Regions from separate parts of the Capra hircus genome. Here region 1 is linked to region 2. Evidence: chromatin contacts called from public Hi-C data. All regions are on one chromosome and are shown on one strand. The core of a region is the stretch at or near the end of the contact, and the rest is flanking DNA. Distances in the headings are between cores, read along the strand shown. Region 1 holds the start of KIF3C (kinesin-like protein KIF3C). Region 2 has its middle 21 kb from the start of GAREM2.

What was found. Hi-C and Micro-C count contacts between places; a contact is called where the count stands out from the background.
Region 1: a Hi-C map of blood shows a contact between it and region 2, with 3 times the contacts expected there. The contact joins the promoter of KIF3C here to the enhancer-like site in region 2. A contact is called at or near these places in 4 of 5 Hi-C or Micro-C datasets (blood and liver).

What each region holds. Positions count from the first base shown.
Region 1 is chr11:73,170,102-73,174,770 of ARS1.2, reverse strand. KIF3C (kinesin-like protein KIF3C) reads right to left here and starts at 2,045. Exons shown (of 8, transcript XM_005686937.3): 1 at 1-2,045. The coding sequence starts at 1,364.
Region 2 is chr11:73,055,751-73,060,243 of ARS1.2, reverse strand. No RefSeq gene overlaps it. Among named protein-coding and RNA genes, the nearest start is that of GAREM2, 21 kb to the right of the region's middle. Within about 2 kb of position 2,828, at least 3 of the 5 cell types and tissues checked have an H3K27ac peak or open chromatin away from gene starts, as enhancers often do.

The sequences.
Region 1 (4,669 bases), core at 796-3,295, 120 kb before region 2:
ATGTTCTTGTCCAAGGCTGTCTCCAGGATGGGCTGGGGCGGGCGGTGGTTGTTGTTGTTGTCATCCTCCTCTTCGGCTACCCAGGCCTCGATCACCGGTCCCTCCGGGTACCCGGCTGGGGCTGACACGGCCTTCTTCCTGCGGCTGCTCTTCCTGCGGAGTCGCTTTCCCAGCATCCCCTTCTTCTCCAGCTGGGCCTTCAGGCGGGCGATCTCCTCCTGGAATTCCCGCAGAAGTGTGTCCTTGGGGTCCTCGTTTACCCGGGGCTTGTTTTTGATGTTCTTGGCCCGGTTGGCGAAGCGCAGGGTGGAGAGGCTCTCGTCGTAGCTGTGAGAGGCTGGCCCCAGGGTGGCCACCATGATGGTCTTGGCATTTCCCCCCAGAGAGTCCTGGAGCAACCGGGTCAGCTTGGAGTCCCGGTAGGGGATGTGGGTGCTCCTGTTACCCGAGAGAGCAGCGATCACGTTGCCCAGGGCGGACAGCGACAGGTTGATTTTGGAGGCTTCCTTCGGCCTCTCTCCACCACTGCCACCACCCCCTCCACCACCGCCACCACCAGTGGGCTGTGTGGCGGTCCCTCCAGTGGTGTTGGGGCCTGCTTTGTTCTGCCTCTCGCTACCAGCCAAGTCCACCAGGTTGAGCTTGCCCACACGGATGTGGTCCTGGCCATCGGAGCCACGCTCACTGCACTCCACGGTGATGACGAAGATGGCATGGGAGCGGGAGCTGACCTCATTCATGTGTGTGCTGCCCACTGCCCGGGTCTGGTTCCCCAGGTTCATCACGTGCTCTATCTCCTTGACATTCTTGGTGACGAAGGAGGACAGGTCCTTGATGTAGACGCCTGTCTCAGGGTTCTCCTTCAGCTCCAGCCTCTTGCCGGGCTCCTTGGAGAGCAGGTCTCGAATCTCCTCCTGGTAGATCTCCAGGTAGGAGGCCCGGACCAAGTACTGCTGGTTCTGGGAGCGCGAGATGTGGGTGAAGATATGCTCAAAGGCATTGGGGATGACCCCGCGGAGCTCGGGCTCCACCCAGGTCCCCTGCATGGTGTAGGTCTTGCCCGTGCCTGTCTGTCCATAGGCAAAGACGGTGCCGTTGAACCCTTGGAGCACCGAGTCTACCAGGGGCCTCACGGTTTCATCATACAAGTCTGCCTGCTTGGAGCTGGCATCATACACGGCATCGAAGGTGAAGGTCTTGGGCAGCTCCCCCAGGGCAGCGCGGGGGTTCCGCAGGGTCACCTGGCCTAGTTTCACGTCCATGGTCAGGATCTGCTCGTGACCAGCAGCCTCCTCCTTCCGGCTGAGGGGGCGGCACCGGGCCACCACCTTCAGGGCCTCGCTGGCCTTGGTTTTACTGGCCATCTTGCTGCTCTGTCCTTCCTGCACACCCCCCACCCCCGGACCCCCTCCGCAGCCTGGTTAGTCCTGCTGTCCTCCCTAGGTCGGGATCAGCGGGGCCGGCCCAGCCCCCAGGCACCGTTCTTCAATCCGCATGCAGCCTCCTAGGGTGGAGATGCTGGGAGCTGGCCCCGCCGCTACTGCAGTCCGGGCCTCCACCGCTCTCCGGTCCTCGCTGCACCGGCTGCGGAGGGAGAATTAGGCAGAATCGCCGGGCAGCCGCGGGAGCAGCGCCTGCCGAACGGCAGTACCCAGAACCCGCCCCATGCTGGGGCAGAGGGAGCGCTGCCGTAAACAGCGACGGCAACAATGAGATAAAGGAAGAGGAAAATGGGATGGGGGTGGGCGGCAGAGCTGTCTTCTCGTCCTCCTCCTCTAGAGATCCATGGCGGGGGATGGGGGGAAGGGTGCTGCAGGTTCTGGGGGGCCGGGGGTCCCGGCCCTCCCAAGGGCAGAGGCTCACCTGGAGTCCTCTCCCCCAGCTGGGGGATCATTCATTGCAGCCAGCGCGGCTGCTGCAGCCTCTGCCTCCGCCTTCCCCGCCGTCGCCACCGGAGAATGAGAGAGAAAAACAGAAGGGGATGGGGCGGAGCAGCCGCGGCGAGAGTGATGTTGCCGCCGCTCTGCGGCCCCAGCTAAACCGCCCGGCTGGGGTGGGGCAAGGGCGGGGCCGCGGGGCGGGAGACGCGAGCCCGGCGCGGCCAGTGCGCTGGGGACCCGGGTGCATCGCCCGCCCGCACCGCCCCCCCGCCACGCAGACCGCCCCCCTCCGGAATGACAGGCTCCGGTGCCGACCCAGGTCCCGCGCCCACCAGGCGGGTGCAGCGCAGCCACCGCCCGCCGTCACCCCACTGGGGCGGGGCATGCTGGGAGTTGTAGTCCTGCCTTTGTTAACCCGGTTCTGGCAGGTTGCTAATGACTTCTCCAGTCCGAGAGGCCCCTCCCTTTCTGGCCTGCAGCCTCCGGAGTGACTGTTGAGGTTGCAGCCTAGCTGCTGGAGGATGCGGGGTATCCACTGCCCACACCTGTTTCCTCCACAGCCAGCATTCTCTCTCTCTCTCTCTCTCTCTCTCTCTCTCTCTCTCTCTCTCTCTCTCCCTCTCCCTCTCCTGCTCCTGCCTTTCTGCCTCCAGACCCCTACATGTCACCCACCTCCCCTTCAGGTTGTTGCCAGGCATTCTAACGCAGAAATTCTTCTTGACTGTCTTTTCCTTTCCCTGCCCTGGTTTACTTCTGGCCTTCCTTTTCTCTCTCCTGGAACCACCTTCCAGATGATTCTCTCTTAGCATCCTTTCTGCACATGCACTCTGGTCCCCTCTCCTCCTCCAACACCAGCCTTCCATATTGTATTAAAGCCTCTCCATCTTCTGACTCCTGCCACTTCCCAGCCTCACTTCCAGCTACTCTCCTATAGAGAATCTATATTCTAGACATTCATTCCTTTGAACAGAGAAGCAGAGACATCACTCTGCCAACAAATGTCTGTATAGTCAAGGCTGTGGTCTTCCCAGTGGTCACATTTGTTTGTGCAAGCTGGACCATAAAGAAGGCAGAGCACCAAAGAATTGATGCCTTCTAACTGTGGTGCTGGGGATGACTCCTAAGAGTCCTTTGGACAAAAAGGAGTTCAAACCAGTCAGTCTCCAAGGAAATCAATCCTGAATACTCATTGGAAGGACTGATGCTGAAGCTCCAGTAGTTTGGTCACCTGATGCAAACAGCTGACTCATTGGAAAAGTCCCTGATGCTGGAAAAGATTGAGGGCAGAAGGAAAAGAGGGCATCAGAGGATGAGATGTCTGTATGGCATCCCTGATGCAATGGACATGAACTTGGGCAAACTCTGGGAGGTGGTGAGGCACAGGGAGGCCTGGCATGCTGCAGTTCATGGGGTTGCAAAGAGCTGAACATAACTGGGTGACTGAACAACAAACAACAGCAAGCGCCTGATAAACCCCAGGCCTCATTCTAGGAACTGGCACTTCTGGTCCTCAAGGCCCTTACAATACTAGAAACCAGGTTTTGTTGCCTTCTGGCTGTTCCATGTTGCACCTTTGTGCCTTTGCCTATTACTCTTCTGTACTTGGTACCCTGCCCTTGCCTCCTCTGTGAAGCCTTCCCTGACCAATCTCTTTTCTTTTACAAAGAAATACACAGAATTTGCATAGAACAAAACCTGGAGTCGAGCTACAGTTCTGATTTCCACCCAACTGTGTGAATTTTGGCATACAATTTACCTTGCCCTAGCCTTAGTTTTCTCATCTATTTAAAGCCATTGGTTTTAAAGTGGTTGTGAAGTTCAAATGCTACTGCTCATTATAAAGTACTGTACCAATGAGAAGACTCATTTTTAAGAAAGCCCTTAAGACATACATGTGTCCTGGCTTGGCTTGCCCAACAGCTCTGCTTCCTTAAGTATCCTGGACAAACCAGGTCTACATTTGGCATTCCACTTTTGGGTCATATTTTTTTTCCTCTAGGATACAAATCAAGTATAATTTCTCAAGTCCAGGGAACAAGCCAGTGTCCTACCCCTGTTCATTCTGCAGAGGGGAGTTGAATCTATGCATTGGGCCTGACTTGTCCTTATTCTCCCATCTTAAGGCCCTTCTTCACAGAGTCACCAGAAGAATCTTTCCACGAAACATTTCCAGTCACATTATTTTCTATTTGCTCAGTTCTTCAATTCTACAAAACCTGTCTCCTCACCTCCTCCCCATCTTCAAATCCCCAGTACCCAAATGCTAGCTCAGCTGGAAGCCTGAAGCTTAGCTGGTGGCTTCCCCACTTCTGAAGTTTCCTGACCTTCCTCAGCCCTCTCTTTGACCAAGTTCTACTGCATGTGATTAACTTGGCTTTTGAACCAATTACTGGGTGAGGTTTTGGCTTTGGCAACCTGACTTCTGAATGGACCATTTGGCTCTTGAACTGTTTTCTTGTTGCACTTGGCTGTGGTTTTTGGACTACCCTTTCTATGTTTTGGCTTACAACCTTGGCACTAGTGTGCTGAATAAAGGGGATTCCAGCCCTGTTCTCTCCACCAAATGCACCACCTGACAAGGCACTCGCCCAGATCCTCCCACATGGGAGGGAGACTGGAGGAGACTACTGCTTATAAGTTGTGTGGCCCTAAGTAAATTAGTCGACTTCTCTGAACATCTATTTTCTCAGTGGGAAAGTGAAGATAGGAACGCTTACTGATTCACGGGGTTTACGTGAGAATAAAGTCAGATAATGTATGTGAAAACTCCCAGGACATAGAAGATATTC
Region 2 (4,493 bases), core at 1,579-4,078:
TGTGAGGGGATGGGGAGTCCCTGTGAGCCCTGCAGTGTGTTTGAGGAAAACAAGTCAGATGGGCTGGAAGCAGAGGAACAAGGATTCTAGAGGTCAGCTACAAGGTTGCTATTTTAATTCAAATTTGAGTTAAGATCCGACTAAAATGATGGCAGAGGGCAGGCTTAATGTACGGGGGATTATGTGAAGGAGTATTTCTTGCCTACTAGGAAATGGACTAGGTATTTGTGGCACTGTTCTAGGTTCTTTGGGTTGTCATCGACAGCCTGGTGAAGTAGTACCCACTTTACAAAATAAACTGTTTCAGGTAAGTGATTTGCTTAAGGTTGCACAGCTACTTGGTGCTGGAATGGAATTTTGAAGCCAAGCTACGGCCCAGCCTACTTTCTTCACCATATCAGTTTCTCAGGATAAGGTCCTAAGCTTTCGTTGTTACACTGATTATAATGGGGGTAATAAATACATGCTGGAGCCGGCAGAAAGAATGCCAGTGTAGCCTTAATCTTATCGAGTTAATGTAGCCATTTAGCCCGACCTTGGTACCTCTCACAAAGAACAATGCCCTTGAAAAGTGCTTAGTTCAGTTTACTGCTTTTCTTCTTTAAAACCTGTATCACCCGTTATTACCAGCTTGTCCGTTTTGTTTCCTCCTACCTCACACCACCTCTTGGCTGGAAGTAAATGATAATGCGGTTGCTTTTCACAGTTATCTTAATTAGCTTTCTGGGGAGATGTACTTTGAAGGGGACTTCTGTTACTTATTAATGGCTGCAGCAGTGAATGGTAGTAATGAAGTAAGTCAAAATATAGGGGAGGAAGGAAAAGGCAGCTGGGTATAGTTTATGCCAATCTCCTAGGTTGATAGGAGATCAATATGACTCCCTAAGGTTAAGAGCCACATAGGGGATATGAGTGCTCCAAGTGAAAGTGTTTTGCTGGGACACTGAAGTCCTAAACTTCCAGCACCAAGACAAAAATGTAGTGTGTTCCTGCTGCACCTAGTTAAAGAGAATAACAGTTACGAAGGAAGAAAATCTGTAGCACAGAACTCAGGAACTTCTAATATTAAATGTCATTGAACTACAAAGTGGAAAAGGCTCTAATGCAAGTTAAGAGAAACCCAGATATTTATGTATCTTCTGACCAAGAACACAATACTTTCTATGCTGGGGCCATGTCCTACACACCCGCCCCTGCCCCCACCCCCCCGCCCCCGCACCAAAAATCAAATCTCCGTCTGATTCTGATCAAACTTACCTAGATCTGACTACCAATTTTATAGGAACTCTGACAGGAATATATTAAATTACATCAATCAACAAAATCCAGACTAGTAAATTTTACAGGACAACTGATCCAGTCTCTTCAATTAAGTTTCACTGAGAGGGAGAGAGAGATGGCAAATTAACAAAAGATGGAAAGGAAGAACAAGCAGAACTAAACCATAATGTGTTTAGGGAAGTACAGACATACTATAAGGAACATTAAGGAAATGACTAAAAGGCAGGGGTATTAGGGTGGGTTGGTTTAGTCGCTAAGTCATGGAGTGAAAAATCATGGGGGCACACAGCAGGGTTTGGGGGACAGTAAAATCAAATCTTGGTCATGAATGTTGTTCACAAGGGTGTTCGCCTTATTACATATCTGCATGATTGTCAATGTGGGTTTTAAAATTTGTATTTACCTATAAAGGATGCTGTGTGTGTTTAAAATGGTACACAGTCTGCAGGAACTAGAACCAGTCAGAGGCTGTGCAGCCAAGACCAACATTCACAATCAGGCTTAGCAGAATTGGTCTATCAAGGTGCTACAGTGCCTGCTGCTGAGTATCATACTCCAAGAATTCTCACTAAAACTACAGCTGCCACCAATGCAAAATCTTTGCTCATTTCAGCCTGTTTCTTTGTTTCCGTAGCTTTTGCTGCAAAGCCTGGGTTGGTTGATGGAACCAGAATTCCAGGCAAGTGGGGGAAAGGGAGTGTCTCTTCAGCTTCCAGAGTGAGTGTGGTTTAGTCGCTCAGTTGTGTCCAACTCTTGCGACCCCGTGGGCTGTAGCCTGCCAGGCTCCTCTGTCCATGGGATTCTTGAGGCAAGAATACTGGAGTGGGTTGCTGTTTCCTTCTCCAGCGGATCTTTCCTACCCAGGAATCAAACCCGGGCAGGTCTCCCAAATTGCAGGCAGATTCCTTACCTACCGACTGAGCTACAAGAGTGGGCTGTAACTCAGAGGTGGGGGATTTGGGTGCTGGATGAACGAAAAGGATAAGTGCCCTGTTTCAGTGCCATTCAGACTTTACTACATATTAGAATATGGGGGGACTGCTTTTAAAAACACCAGTGCCAAAGTTTTACCCCGGGCCAATTAACACACGATTTCTCCGGTGAGACTGACTGACACGGTTTTTTTGACTTCCTGTGTGAAGTGCAGCCAAGTTCCTGAACCAACCGGTGCCTACACCCTTAAAAAGTGTGGTCTTAAGGTCAGCCACCTTGGAATCACCTGGGAGCTTGTTAAAAATGCAGAATCTCAGTTCCAGGTGTGCATAAAAACACACCTCACACACTGGCTGTACTGAGTTAGAATCTGCTTTGAAATAGCCCTGGGTGGTAACTCATGCACGTACCAGTTTGAGAAGGGCTGTTCTTCCAAGGCCAACTCAAGTCACACCAGTAAGGCTATGCCCTAGTCTGGAGCAGGGAAGTGCCCGCCCACTTCTTTCTGTAGCACTTTTGAGTTACATTTCCCCTGGACATGTACTGCAGACTTCCTGGGTTGTGGTTAATTGTTTCCTGTTGGCTCCTCTCCTTCCCAGACTTCAAGCTCTGGTAGGCAGGGACCTTCCTCTCTTTCGAGTCTTCACAGTACTTAGCACACGGCTGCCCACGAGGCAGGAGCTCAGGACGTGTGGTCAGTGAAGCAGTGATTTCCTTCTGCATCTTTCTCCTGCTGCACTGGCTTCTGGTTCCCACCCCCATTTTCAGGCATTCACATCTGTATTCCAATTTAAAGGCAACTTCAAATATAACTTTAAAAGAACTTTAAAATTCAAGCCCAGTCTATTCCTGCAACTACCTCCAGATACAGGATAAGCTGGTTAACTCCCATGGATCTCTGTTGTCTGTAAAAGGAAGTGAGCTGGGAAGCCCTCAGAAATGCAGTCCAGTTTAAATATCCTCTGAGTCTGTGGTTCCCTTCTGTCTATAGCTGTGAAGAAACTAAATTAAATACAGAGTCGCTGGAGCCACCTTGTGACCCTTCCTGGGAACTGCATTTCTTCATTATGACACCAGACACTTCCCCCAAGCCCATCAGTCAGAGATCCATTCTCAAGAATTTATGGGAAACGCAGCCACACAAAATTAAATTCCCTCTCTCAACCCCCAAAAAGATGGGAGTAAAGGAGTTTACAAAGTATAATTCTACAAAGACTGGGAAAAAAAAGGCAAGAGATCTGTGAGAACTTAAAAATTTATTTACGCAAAAATTGACCTGTGGGAGATAGAAAACAGCTAACTATTCTAGGGAAGAAATTACAATCTAAGTGTTGGATGTCAATAAAAAGCAGATTTTTTTCTGAATCCCGCAAGTTGCAGAATTTAGAGGTACTGGAGACTGCAGAGAAGATAAACGTGGCAATAGGTTAAAAATGGGGATGATTACAAAGTCTGTATATGAAATAATGGGATCCTGAGGTGTCCATGCTCACCCCTCACAGCCAGGAGTTGCTACCACCCTTCCTAGAGGCTTTGTATGGGCAGAAATGCAGTGGAAGAACCTCCAGACTTGAGGACACGGGGTACGGAGAAAAGTGGGGATGAGTCATAGGGTCAAATACCAGGACTTTCGTGAACATCTGCATTTTGAGCGATGAGCTCCTCTCAGATTCTTTCCTTCCTTATCCCTTCCCTCTCCCAGAATTTTGGCAGCCAGGCCGAAAATTAGGAGTGTCCTCTCTGGAAACCTGGCCCAAGAGAAAAGACTCACAAATGCTGTCTGTTGGAGGTTTGCCAACTAAAAGGTAGGCTCATTGCAGATACTCTGTGTTGAAGGTCTCCAGTCATCAAGATAGATGGACATAGGCAAAGTTTCTAGTCTGCCTAGTATATATGAGATCATCCAAACACAGAAATGTTTAGACAAATCAATAAAAATCCGCATGCCTGACACTCAGACCTAACATATTTGCATTCAGTCAGAATATTCAGTTCTTCACGTTAACATAAATGAGAAAATAAAACAACAACAAAACCAAAAAAGGAAATAAAGGGAAAGCAAAGCAGAATATCAAAGAAAAAGCTAAACTCACTTTAATTAATATTCTTGGATAAGAGATGACATTGAATCCAAAAACCACAAGATGAGGATTCATAAAAAAGAAACAAAATGAGATACGATTCTCTAAAATAAAAACTATCAACTGAAATAAAAGATTCAGTAGAAGAATTAGATAAATCAAGGAAATCTCCCCAAATTAAAATATACACATAAAAAA